Regions from separate parts of the Sminthopsis crassicaudata genome. Here region 1 is linked to region 2. Evidence: chromatin contacts called from public Hi-C data. All regions are on one chromosome and are shown on one strand. Each heading gives the region's core, a stretch centred on a gene start, on an enhancer-like site or on the middle of the called end of the contact. The rest is flanking DNA. Distances are from core to core; before and after follow the strand shown. Region 1 holds the start of GLG1 (golgi glycoprotein 1). Region 2 holds the start of PDPR (pyruvate dehydrogenase phosphatase regulatory subunit).

Region 1 (6,551 bases), core at 3-2,502, 160 kb before region 2:
AACTTTTTTTTTAAAATGGAAAAAACTTGTCCAGAAGCGTTCCAAACACTTTATACATTTTACTTTCTTTCCTTTTAAATTTTTTCTTGGGGGATTGGGCCGGGGCAGACACTTCTAGGTTCTGGCTCCTGTTCTACCCGCCCAGAGAGAGGGAGTAGCCAACTGAAAGCCACCCCTACCCCATGCCTTGGGCTCACTCTGACCAGAACTCTGGGAAATCCGAAACCGAGTGGTGCCGGTTCCTTTCCTCTCCGGGCCCTGCCAGGGGAGCACAGACTAAAGTCCGAAAGACATTTTCTGTCACTGGCAGCAGACAAAGCCGGGCTTGGAATCGGGAAATCTCGGGTTCCAAGTCTTTCTCAGATGCTCGCCAGGCAGGTCACTCCATTATTCTGTGCCCCTACGTCCTCGCCCGGAAATGAGAATAATAGAAGCTGCCCCCAGGATTGATGCGAGGACAAATGAGGTATTTGTAGAGTTGGGTATCTTAAGGAGCTCCAAATGCCAGCTATTTTACGATCGGATTTAGGGGCGTGCAGGACAAGGTCTGATGGTTAAATGTTCAGTGTGAGCATTTTTACCCAACGCTACAAATCGGGGTTTGACTTTTGTTCACTGTTTAGACTTTAGTGATGGAGAAAATGTAAGTGAAGCGGAATAAACTTGAATAAAAAATAATAGAACAAAAGTGAGTCGTGTATGCATCTCTCCTCCCCCTCAAATTGCCGGTTGTTAAATTTTAGCAGCAGGATCATAATCCACATGCCAATTATAAGACGCCTAGAGCCCGGGAGCCCTCGGGTTCCACGAAATACACTGGGAGCAGGTGGCGAGGAACTTGCGGGAGAATTCCGGGAGGCTCTCGCACACCCCCCCTCCCGGGGCAGGAGGAACTGGATTGTCAGGGAAATCGCTGTACACATAAAGTTGTTGTTTTTTCATGTTGCCTCCAGCAGCTGTGCGATGTGGCAGCCATCTTGGGAGAGGCACCAAGTAACAGCAGTCAGAGAATCACCCACAACTTCGACTCGGCATTCTCCCTCGCTGCTTCCTTTCCTCAGTTTACCAAAAAGTAACTTAAGAGGACCACGGTCTTCTCCAGGTTCGCTTTAGGCGCCGCCATCTTGAATGTGGCATTACCCTTTCTCCCCGTAACCTTTCTCCTGCGCCGCTAGGCCGCTCCCCATTCGCCGGGGGCGACGGCGGCGCTCGCCCCCGTGGCCCCGCCCCTCATTTAAATACGTGGCGGCGCCGGGTACGTCGAGGCTGCCGCGGACCCAAGATGGCGGCGTGTGGACGTGTACGGAGGATGTTCCCCTTGTCCGCGGCTCTGCCGCTGCTTCTACTCGTGGCGGTGCGGGCCCAGAAGTCCCAGAACCTGGGAGCCCTCCACCAGCCTCTGGGGCTGGGCTTCAAGGGCTTCGGCGAGGGCGCGGAGCCGCCGGCTCAGGCGCACGCCCAGCAGCCGCCTCAGCAGCAGCCGCAGCCGCAGGCGCCGCAGCAGCAGCCTCAGCAGCCTCAGCAGCAGCAGCAGCAGCCGCCGCCGCAGCCCTTCCCGGCTGGAGCCGGCCCGGCCCGGCGGGGCGGCGCGGGGCCCAGCGGCGGCTGGAAGCTGGCGGAGGAGGAGACGTGTCGGGAAGACGTGACCCGGGTGTGCCCCAAGCACACTTGGAGCAACAACCTGGCCGTGCTGGAGTGTCTGCAGGATGTGCGGGAGGTGAGTCCGCGGGAAGACGCGGAGGCACGGGCCGGGCCGGGGACAGGCCCAGGCGAGCCCCAGGCCATCCCGCCCGGCGCCGGGGGCCGGCGCCCGCGCGCGCTCCCTCCTTCCCGAGGCCCCGGCTCGGGCTCGGTGCTGGGGGAGGGGGCGGTGTCCGACGGGCGGCTGGCCGGCGGAACCTGGCCGAGTCCGGTCCCTTCCCTCCGGCCTTTTGTGTGCCCGCAGGCGCGCTCGGAGCGGCTCGCGGGGCGCGCGCCTCGGGGCTTGTCAATTTCCTCCCCTCCCCTTCCCCCACTGACAGCTCGAGGAAGTCCCTTTAAAGCCCAAGAAGCCGCTACTTTGTTGGTGGGGGAGGCTCCTCCGCCGGGCGAGCGCTTCCTCTTGGGAGCCCGGTCCCCTGCAGCGCCAGGGGTGGGCTAGGGCCCCGGGACACCCGGCGACGATTAGAGTTGGAGCCGCGCTCAGGACCCTCGGATTTGTGAAGCGCTTTAGTGTGCACGTGGACCGCCTTCTTCTCTCCCCTGTCTTCTTTCCCTGGCCCCTACCTCCGAGGGGAGGCGTAGGTGTGCAGTGAGCTTTTACTGCTCTGGAAACCTAGGCCCGCAGCGGTGAGGGGCCCTTGCCCGGGATGCTGTGATTATCCAGGCTTTTACTGGTGGGGAGACTGAGGCCGGCAGCGGTGAGGGGCCCTTGTTGCTGTTGTTATCCTAGTTTTACATGTGGGGAGACTGAGGCCGGCAGCGGAGAGAGACCTTTGCCAGAAATCTCATAGCGAGCAGTTAAGGCAAGAGGGGAAGACTTGTCTCGGCTATTATTCAGCCCTACAGTCTCTTAACTATCCTTTTCTAGGTCTGTGAGGATGCAGCCCAGAAGCATGAGAGGTTGGTGCTGCTGCTGAAAATGAAACAGAACTGGGGCTTCGAGGTTATAAATCGTGGGATGCCTGTTTTCCTGCTTCCAAATTTAGTTTTAGTTCTCTGTTGGTAACTTCATGATGGATAGTCAGAAAATTGTTGATATTATTAAATTAAATTAATAAATTGGTCCATACTGGGCATTTTTCTCTTTTCTGCCGAGGTCATGATGCGGACATAGAGATGCATGGTGGACTGTTTAATTATTGGCTACGGGAGGCTAAGCTAACGGGGATATTAGTTTGTTGGAGCAGCTGATCTGTAGTTGAGAGAAAGCATCCTGCATAATTGGAGGTGTTTAATTTCCTCCTCTACTCGGCCCTTTAGGCTAAGGACCATTTTCAAAGTGTTATCTGGTTGTGGGAAGCTGCTGAGTGTAACCGATTACTGACGAGCTTGGAATCTGGAAAACCAGCTAGTCATTGACTGCTCTCTGCCTCGGGCCACGGGCTCTGCTCTGAGTTGTGATCAGTTGATGACCTTCTTTAGTTAGGGAGTTTCCCTTTTTTGGGAGGTGAGGATTCCCACACAAACGAAATCAACAAGATAACAATTTTTTACTTAGGAAGACAATAGTTTTAGAGATTAGGAGATTTATTCCTAGATAAATTTGGTCTTTCTCCAGCAATTTAAGTTTAGAATTTTGTAAAAATGAGAAAAGCTTATATATGAATAACGCTTTCTTGTTTATAGAATACATTATGTATATTTTCATTTGCTCTTCCTAACTGGCAATTGTTGTGATTTCCCCCCCTTTTACTTTTCATGAATTGTTTTTGTTAGAGTAGGTAGTGAGTGAGATTTTTAACTATAGCAGCTTCAGAGGTTTGGAGACTAGTAGAAACAATTAAATGTGCTTTGGATTTTTGTTGATCCTCTGGTGTATTCTCTTAGGATTCTTTGATTTCACCCCCCCCCTCCATAATTAGGTGTGTAGATGATTTTCCTCAAACTGATCTTCCTTCAGTGATTTCCATATCTATTAATGGTGTCATTTGCTTCCGTTGTTAAGCAGAATCAAAGGATTTTATATGTGTATGCTGATAGGGAAGCAGACCCTTTCTGCCTTCCTTTTCCTCCCCACCCTGGATGTGCTAAAAGACCTGTGGTTTTGTTAGTGTGTGAACTTCCTCCACTAAAGCAAATTGCGATCGGTTTATAACTTTTATACTCTTTGAGAATTGTGTGAGGTCTTGGTGATCCCGCTGCTGACCGGGAGAGGGGAGTGTTAGAACTGAAGTTTGGGGCCTCCCAGGCTGGCACTCTATATGTTCCTTTACATGAAATGCAGTAGGAATGTTTAAAACCCAGCAGTCTCTATTATAATCCCCTTTAGCCATGCCAGTGGAGGGCAGGCTATTTATATGGGACTAATTACAGGATCTGTTCAATAGTCATAGTAGATGAAATCCTGCTTTATTAAATGGAAAGTATCCCAGGCCAGGAATCTAGTCCCTGCTAGGTTATTAGCTCATTTGGTACCAGGACACAAAAGGGCTGGAGATGACTTCATATTGTTCCCCTTACAAGGATGATATAAATTGTTCAAAGGAAGCCTTGATGATAAGGCGTTCATTTATAATTCACTGGACTGTCTTGAACAGTTCTTTATACATAGAAGATACTTAGTAAATGCTGTTGATTGACTAATGAGAATCCATGAAATAGTGTGGAGATAGATGTCTTCTAAATTGAAGTTGCTGTAGTTTAAAAAACATGAACAACCTGCTTTCTGTTTTCTTTTAGTGTCTTCAACATGGAATCTTATTTCATGTGACTGGAATTTATCAGCTCTGATGGATACATTTGAAAGATAGCAACATAGTTAAGGAAATGTACTTTAGGTGTAATGTGAAATAATTAACAGTGGAATGGAGAGAGTTTTTTTGTGAATAGGAACATTTGGCAAAAAAGCTCAGAATCTTTTTTATTCTTTTCACTTAAATCTAAAGGAAGTTTGTGTGAATTCTTTTTTCTTTTTTTGTTGCTGAGGCAGTTGGGGTTAAGTGACTTGTCCAGGGTCACACAAATTTGAACTGGGGTCCTCCTGACTTCAGGGCTGTGCCCTATCACTGCACCACTTAGCTGCCCGTGTGTGTGCGTGCGCGCGCGCATTCTTATGAGGATTACGAAAAAAGGGGCTGAATCCATGGAATAATAAATGTGAAGAATTCTAACTGCTTTCTTTTGGTTATAAGCATTCTGTTGAGGTGTCTGATTAAGTCTTACATTTAATCAGGCTTTTAGTCTGTTCCCCTCCCCCCCCAGTCAGGTATTAAGATTTATGTTGTAATTTACATTATAAGTTCTTAAAGGGAATGATTAATGCTAATGAAGTAAATTCTGTGCTTTCCTGAGGTTAATTTAAATCTGCCTGTGCAATTGGGTATACTAGTGACATTTGACATCTGTAGTTGAACAGTATGAAGTTTTGCTTAATATTCGATATGAGGTGTTTAGTTTATGACTTTTTTTTTAGCTTCCATTTTGAAAGTTTTGAAAGTGTGTTAAGTCGGACTCTTAAAGATTTTCTCAGATTAATATTTTTAAAACTGTTTAATCCACCAAAGGTCAATCAAGGAAATGATGGTAGTGATGACTGATTAGTAGTCTTGGAAAGTGAAGACTTCTTTAAAACATAATCATAGAGAACAAAGTACAAATTTCCCCCTACTCCATATGAAGGGTAAGGGAGATTTCGACCTTCCTTCGAAGAGGCTAGGGGAGCACCAGATCTGGAGTCCGCAAGACCTGAATTCAGATTTTGCCTCACGATAACTAACTCTGTTATCTTTGACAGGTCATTTAATCTGTGCTTCAGCTTCCTCATTTGTAAAAATAGAGCTGATAGTAGTACCTGATTCTCTGGGTTTTTTGTGTAAAAAAGTAAAAAGCAGAATCTCTTCAGTTCTTAGAAAACCTCAAATTAACATTATTTATGTTGTATTTTGTGTTTCCCTTCTCTGGGAAATTCTGACTGGCTCCAAATGTGGTGCCTTTGTTCTAACTTTCCTGGGGCCTTTAGTTAATTCTCTGTGCCAATAGTAGATGGTGAGGTTCAGGGCCTCTGCAGCCCATTGTCTGAGAGAGTATTCATTGAGTTATGATGATTACAATTCACCTTTATATAGAACTTTAAGGTTATGAGATAGCACAAGTAACAGCCATTTTACAGACCCACTGAGACCAGAGAGGCAGGCTGGTGCAGGGGCGGGAGTGGGGCAGGGTTTTACAACAGGATCATTTTCTGGCTCCTTGTCTTTGCACAGGTTTCTCCTAGGCAGGAGAGCAGCCAGGAAGCAGCCTTTGTCAGACCTATCTTTTTGTACTTTCTGGGCTCTTCCTTCTGAAAGCCATTTCTCTTTAGGTTAATTGTTCTCCTCTGTTCAGACATTCTCGTTTTATTTGTTTATAGGTTTTATCTGACCCCAATGGAATGTATACTCTTTGGAGCCTGGACTGTTTTTTGTTTGTGTATTCCTCTTGCAATTCCCTTCTTAGATTTTTGTGACTGCTGGGACTTGAACCCAGCTCTCCTGTCAAATCTGGGGCTTTTCCCACTGTTTCATATAGAATTGAACACAAATTAATGGGTCAGCCTTAAACCAAAAATGTGCACGAAACAAAAAGACACTTTCAGACTCCTACATCTACTTAATTTGCATAAAATAGAGCTGCTTCCTAAGCTTCTGCTTCTCCAAAGGGAGCTAGAAGACAAGACAGACAGCTGGGAAGTGGGGAGCAGCTGGACCCATTGTAGGCCAATTGCTGTAGGCACATAAATTGCTCTGTTTTCGGTTGAGTCACATGGAGCTAGAGGATCCTTCTCTGGCTTTCTCTTCTTGCCAGGAACAACTGCCCATAATAATAATCGTAATTGATATTTGCATAGCAGTTTAAAATTTGCAAAGCACTTT
Region 2 (5,844 bases), core at 1,137-3,636:
CTACCATTAGATTGTAAGCTCCCGGAAGGCAAACTCAGCTTTTTTTTTTTTTTTTTACATCCATTGGTTAGCACAATGTCTAGCTCACGGTAGGCATTTAATGCTATTATTGACTGGCACAAAATAGATCAGAAAGGAGCAGGCTAAATAATCATGATCTAAGCGAAAAGTGATAAGGGTGTGCTCTAAGGTAGTGACTGTGTTAGGAGAGAACAGAATCCTAAGGACTAATGGAGTCAACGCGGGGCCCAAAGAGTGAGTAACACAAAAGTCTGGGTTGTTTTATGGCTTCTTGCCCTTTGAGTGATGTGTTCATTTCTAGACAGCCCTCTGAAGAGCGTGGATGAAACCTCCCAGATGGACGCCAGGCCGATAAGTAATTTTCAGGCCAGGCTGGCAGCTCTGAATTCTAACTTGCACCGGCCAGAGAGGAATCCATTTTTATATGGAGGTGTTGCCCTGGAGTTTATAACAGGTACCGGTGGCTGCAGGACTGGATGTGATGCTAGGGACGGGTCTTGTTTTCCAATTGCCCTTGGGTGATACGTCACCCTGTCTGCGGGCGACCACACTGAACCTCAGCCGGACGGCCTAAAATAGGAACACAAGTTGAACTTCGTTCTTTCTCGGGAAAAAGACAATCCAGTGGGAAAACATGTGGGGCCAAATATTAAACTATCTAAAAAGTATTATATTATAAGAGAAAGACCTTAGTGGAAGCTTCCCTAGCAGAATGGAACGGCCCTCCGTCCTAACGTCAGCAATTGATGGAATTTGTGTTTGAGGTACTTCAGGTGGGGGCAGAGGGCGGGCTACTTAAGCCGGAAAGAGGTGCTCAGTTTAGTTGTGTTTTTTTTAAAGGGGAAAGGTTGGAGGAATAAAAATGAATTCCATTTCATACATCTTAAACTGTTGTAAATATCAGTGGGAAGCTGTAATACCGGAGTCGGCCTTCCCAGGGGATGAGCGGCGGGATAAGATTCACTGACAGATAATTGAAAGTGTCCTTCGTGATTGAGGTCTGAGGATGGGAGCCGAGAGGGGCACGTCCACGATTAGCTCCCGGATGGGGGATCGAGTGCGGAGGAGGGTTTTCACTTTTTTTTTTGAGCCTCGGGATCCCCATTTGGCAGTAAAGATAATGTCTTCTGATTGTTTTTACTGGCATAAATTAAAATGCATACAGGGGCTACCAATTATATTTGGCCGTCGGTCATTACGGGAGTGCCCTTATGGCAGTGCCTGAGGGCAGGAGCCAGGGTAGGGGGGTGTTCCTTGGGCCCCGTAAGCCGCCGGCTGCTTAATGACGCCCTGCTCGCCGCGGGGTTAGGACGCCGCTCCTCACCCATCCCCCCATTCCCTTGTTTCCGCAGCCCAGGAGGAGCGCGCCGCCCAGAGGGTCCTGAGCAACCTCCCGCCCATGGTGCTGAGCTGCATCCGAATGGAGAGCGGCACGGGCTTCCCGCGGCTCCTGGCGGCCGCTTTCCAATGCAGCGCAGACCTCAAGACGGCGGTGCAACTTCTATTGCTGCAGCGGGCCCCAGAAGGCCTAAATTGGGACAGGCTGCTGGCGATAGAGCGCCAGTGCAACCTCTGGACGCGGGAAGCTTTCTACGTCATGAACGGCGTGCAGCTACAAGAAGGCAGCAAACTGCTACAGAGTCACGTGGTGAGCCGGTCCTTGGATCTCTGGCGGAGAAATCAGATGGCCGTGGCCGCTGCCACCGCCTCAGCCGCCACCCACAGGTGGGGCTTGCATCCGTCCGCGCCTGTGCGGAGAGGCTGGGGCCCGTCTCCGTCTGCGCCTGCTCCAAGGGGTGGGCACCGGTCTGCATCTCAGCTTGCCCCTAGGGGCCTGGGCCAGCTTTTGCCTGCACTTGCACCGAGGCATGGATGCCCGCTTACTCCTGGGACTGCGCCTGCACTGAGGCAGGGGTGCCCGCCTAATTCTGGGCCGGCGCCTGCCCTCGAGCACGGGTACCCGCCTAATTCTGGGCCGGCGCCTGCCCTCGAGCACGGGTGCCCGCCTAATTCTGGGCCGGCGCCTGCCCTCGACCACGGGTGCCCGCCTAATTCTGGGCCGGCGCCGACATACCCGCATTGTACTGGGTGTTGTGACCCCGCATTAAACATGTAACGGTATTTTAAAAAACATTTTTATCAATAAAGTTTGTCGTGATTTTTAAGAAGAGACGTGTTCAAACGCTAATGGCTCAACTCAAAAAGCGGGGCCGCTGAAGACTTCGGGTCTGCAAGGTTGCTGAGGGAAGAGGAAAACAGGTCCGGCGGCTCCGCACGTGGGGCCCGCTCCGGAACCCAAACAATACCACGTGGTGAGGCTGGGCGGGGCCGGCGGCGTGACGGCACGCGCACGGGACGGCCGCCGCCGTACCCTTGCAGAAGGGGCCGTAAAGCGCGAAAGGTCGGGAGCTCGGGCTCCTCGTCCTCGGCTCGTCCTCTCTTCGCGCGCCCCCTTTCCACCCCTCACCCCCGAAACGGAGCTGTCTCTCGGAGCCCTTTCGCCGCCGCCAGCTGCTCGCCCCCTGGCGGGGAGTCCCAAGGCGCGGAGCCCGCGGCGGGGCCGTGAGGTAAGGTGGGGCCCGCGAGCCTCCTTCCGTCTCCTCTTTTGGGCTCCCGGCCCCCGCGCGCCCTCAACGGCCCCGCCCCGCGCCCTTGCCCCGGCCCCGCCCTCGCCGCCGGCTCGAGATTAAGTTCCCCCCACCCCCGCGGGCTGGAGGTCGGGTTCCCCTCTCACCCCACCCCCTGCCTCCGCGTTGGCGGGGCCGCTGTTACCTGTTAGCGTCCTTAGAGACTCAGCTTCGGCTGGTCCGGGCCCGCGGAATAACTCCTGTGCCTGCAGCGGGGCCCTCCTCCCCCAGCTCTGGATCCGAGCTCCGGCGCCCCCTCCTTGGCCAGCACTGGGGTTTACGACGCTCTTCCTAACCGGACCCTCCCCCGAGGCCTCGGGGCTGCCTGTGGGAACTTGGAATAAGCCATTGTTTGGAGGCGGGGAAGCCCCCCCATTGTTGTAGCCCTCGGACTTCTAGATCTCCAGATCGGAAAAGTTCCTGGTTTGTCCTCGTCGAGGTGGGCCGCGAAGTCCTGGGAGCGCTGATAGAATACGCGGTTCTGGACCACTTGTTCCCCTTTTCCTTTACGTCCGGTACTTAAACAGCTTGTGGATTGGATTTTTGGTTGTTTGCTTTCAGTTTAGGCAATTTTAAATAGTCCCAAGACGGACTGTTGAAGCAAAAAAAAAAAAAAAAAATCTCAAAAAAAAAAAAAGTTAAAAATGGATATTAAAAACTACTACAAGAAAGTTAAAAGGGGAACTGGGTTTTGTACATTTCCTACAGCGTTATGACAACTCATATATTTAACTCATATACGGTCAACTCTTCCCTCTGTGGCCATCTCTTCAGAAAGTTTCTATGGAACATCTGTCTAGTCCAAACCATCGGGCTCTTTCCCTTGAAATATCATTTAGGACGCCGGACTTAGACAAATAGAATCCCGCTGGACACGCTCTGCTTTCTTTCCTTTTAATTCCGGTCTGATTGTGTTCAGTTTCCCTTTTCTATCACAAATTCGCGGCTGCGTTTGCAGCTGCAGCCGACGGTCGTTCCACAGTCCGCCTGGCTTATTTTGGACGTGCCGTTGAATGGAGACTTTTTCCAGCGGCACTGTGGGCGAATTATTCAGTATAAATGTCTTTGCTTTTCTTCTGGCTTGTTCTCGCTCCCGGAATTCTTCTTTGCGTTGAAGGTCTTTGACCTTTATATTTTACTTCAGAAGAATGGCCTAATCTTCAGTCTCTGCTCCTGTATATATGGGGGAGGGGGCGGATGTGTCTCTTCCAGAACTTTGGGCACTTGGGCTTCTGTCACAAATTCAATGTAAGTCGTTCCCATCTTTGAGACCGATTGAATTCAAAAGCTTCTTCAAACATTCCTTTAGTTTCTCCTGCATAATTGTGTAAAACAGGTTCTTTGCATGATATCTTTTTAATTTATTTTGCTTTTTCCTATTTAATTTCAGTCAAGGATTTTCAGGTTGCTGCCAACAGCTTTTTCCCAGCTGTCATCACATTCAGCTTCCTTATCACAAAATTGCCGGATGTGACAGCTTGGCATCCCCGTCTACAGTGATCGGGCTTTGCGGAAGAGTCAGTGGTGTCCGTTTTTAGTTCAGAAGAACTTTTGGTGAAAACCTGAATTCTGACAAAGAGATTAAAAGCCTCTAGGTTTTTTCCTTGGCTTGGGAGTTTCACTCTTTCTCAATTTCCTTTTTGCTCTGCAGCTGCTTCTTTGGCAGATGTGACTCCTCAGTTTTGTGCTCATCTCCGCGCTTCTTCCTCAGGCAGCTTCGTCCTCCACGGCCTCCTCTTTAGCCTTGTCTGGCTGCGCTTGCCCATCTTTTCATCACTTTGGCGGCTTCAGAGTCTTTGCCCCATCTTCTTCTGTTCAATCTTGGCATTGTCTTTTTTTTTTTTTGGCTACATTTTAGTTGGAACACCTTTTGTGACAATTATGTTGTCAGGGCTTGGGCTGCTTTCTTGACGGGGGAGCTGCTGTCCCTGCTGGAGCTCGGACTTCCTTACTAGGCAAGTGTGGCCAGGGGGCTTGCTTGCTTGGTGGTGCCTTCTTTCCTTTCTTCTGATGCTCCCCTCACCATCTTCTGACATCTTCTTCCTCGCTCTCTTCCCTCTGCTTTGGGGCAGGGCCTGTTTTCTTGGACTCCTCGATTTTTAGTAACCTTACCTTGATGTTCTGGAGAAGGCGCCCCATCTTCAGGACTTTGGACACCTGTTCACCAGCACCCTTTTGCCGGCAGAGATTATTGCAGCCTGTTTATTCTCAAATGATTTTTATCTTGGTTTTCTTTACTTTTTTCCTTTAAGATTTCTTGGTTCCTTTGCTTCTCTTCCTTCTTCCTGGTGGCATATTTGGAGACTCAGTTCCTGTTTTTTTTTCTTTATGATCTCTTCCACAAATCGTCTCCCACAAGTGGCCCATGGTGATGATTCTACACCTCCAAGCACTGTCTGTTGTCCCCTTAAAGCTCGCAGCCTAGAGTAACCTGTTCAGCTGACGGCTCTGGCTGGCTCTGAGATATGGCCTCATCTCTGACTCTTTCGGCTCAAGGGAGTTTGTTTCCTGGGGATTCTTTCTACACAGTTTTTTTCCTCTGCATTTTCATTCTGACTTTTGCTGGTGCTTGCTGGTGGGTGACTCTGGGCCAGCCTCTGTAGCCAGTTTACTTATCTGTAGAATGAGCTGGAGATGCAGACCACTGCAGCGTCTCTGCTGAGGAAACCCTGACTGCCCAACTTATATCCAGCAGTGGCCCCTCTCCCCACTCCATGTGCAAACAACTGAGGATCAGAGATGCCTTATCCAGGGCTTCCCCAGTCCAAGTTCAGCAACAAGCATTTTGGAAGTGCCTTTTCTATGTGCTTTCTCTTTTTAGTGTTCAGCGTTAAGTCCCACTTCTGTTGAGGTCTGATTTCTTTAGTCCATATTGATCTTGATCTGTTTGTTGTATTTTTGGTTCTCTTCTTGAAGTTACTTGTATTGTGCAATTTAGTGCATTGCATAGTCTATTACAGCTTTCTGTGGTTCCATAGAGGTAAATTTTGTCTGTTTAAAGCACCTAACACCTATTTCCCCTAGAGGGCAATGGCTGTGTATAACAGCTTCCATTTTTTTTTTTTTTTTTTTTTATTATAGCTTTTTATTGACAGCATTTGCATGGGTAATTTTTCAACATTGACCCTTGTAAACACTTCTGTTCCAATTTTTTCTTTCTTCCCTCCACCTTCTCCCCTAGATGGCAGGCAGTCTC

What was found. Hi-C and Micro-C count contacts between places; a contact is called where the count stands out from the background.
Region 1: a Hi-C map of fibroblasts shows a contact between it and region 2, with 8 times the contacts expected there. The contact joins the promoter of GLG1 here to the promoter of PDPR in region 2. A contact is called at or near these places in 2 of 2 Hi-C or Micro-C datasets (fibroblasts and hippocampus).

Annotation. Positions count from the first base shown.
Region 1 is chr2:42,050,790-42,057,340 of ASM4859323v1, reverse strand. GLG1 (golgi glycoprotein 1) reads left to right here and starts at 1,252. Exons shown (of 26, transcript XM_074285990.1): 1 at 1,252-1,717. The coding sequence starts at 1,283.
Region 2 is chr2:41,888,622-41,894,465 of ASM4859323v1, reverse strand. It overlaps PDPR (pyruvate dehydrogenase phosphatase regulatory subunit), which reads left to right and starts at 2,386. Exons shown (of 18, transcript XM_074285987.1): 1 at 2,386-2,588. It overlaps LOC141554258, which reads left to right. Exons shown (of 3, transcript XM_074285989.1): 2 at 323-475; 3 at 1,374-2,315. The coding sequence starts at 358. The coding sequence ends at 2,137.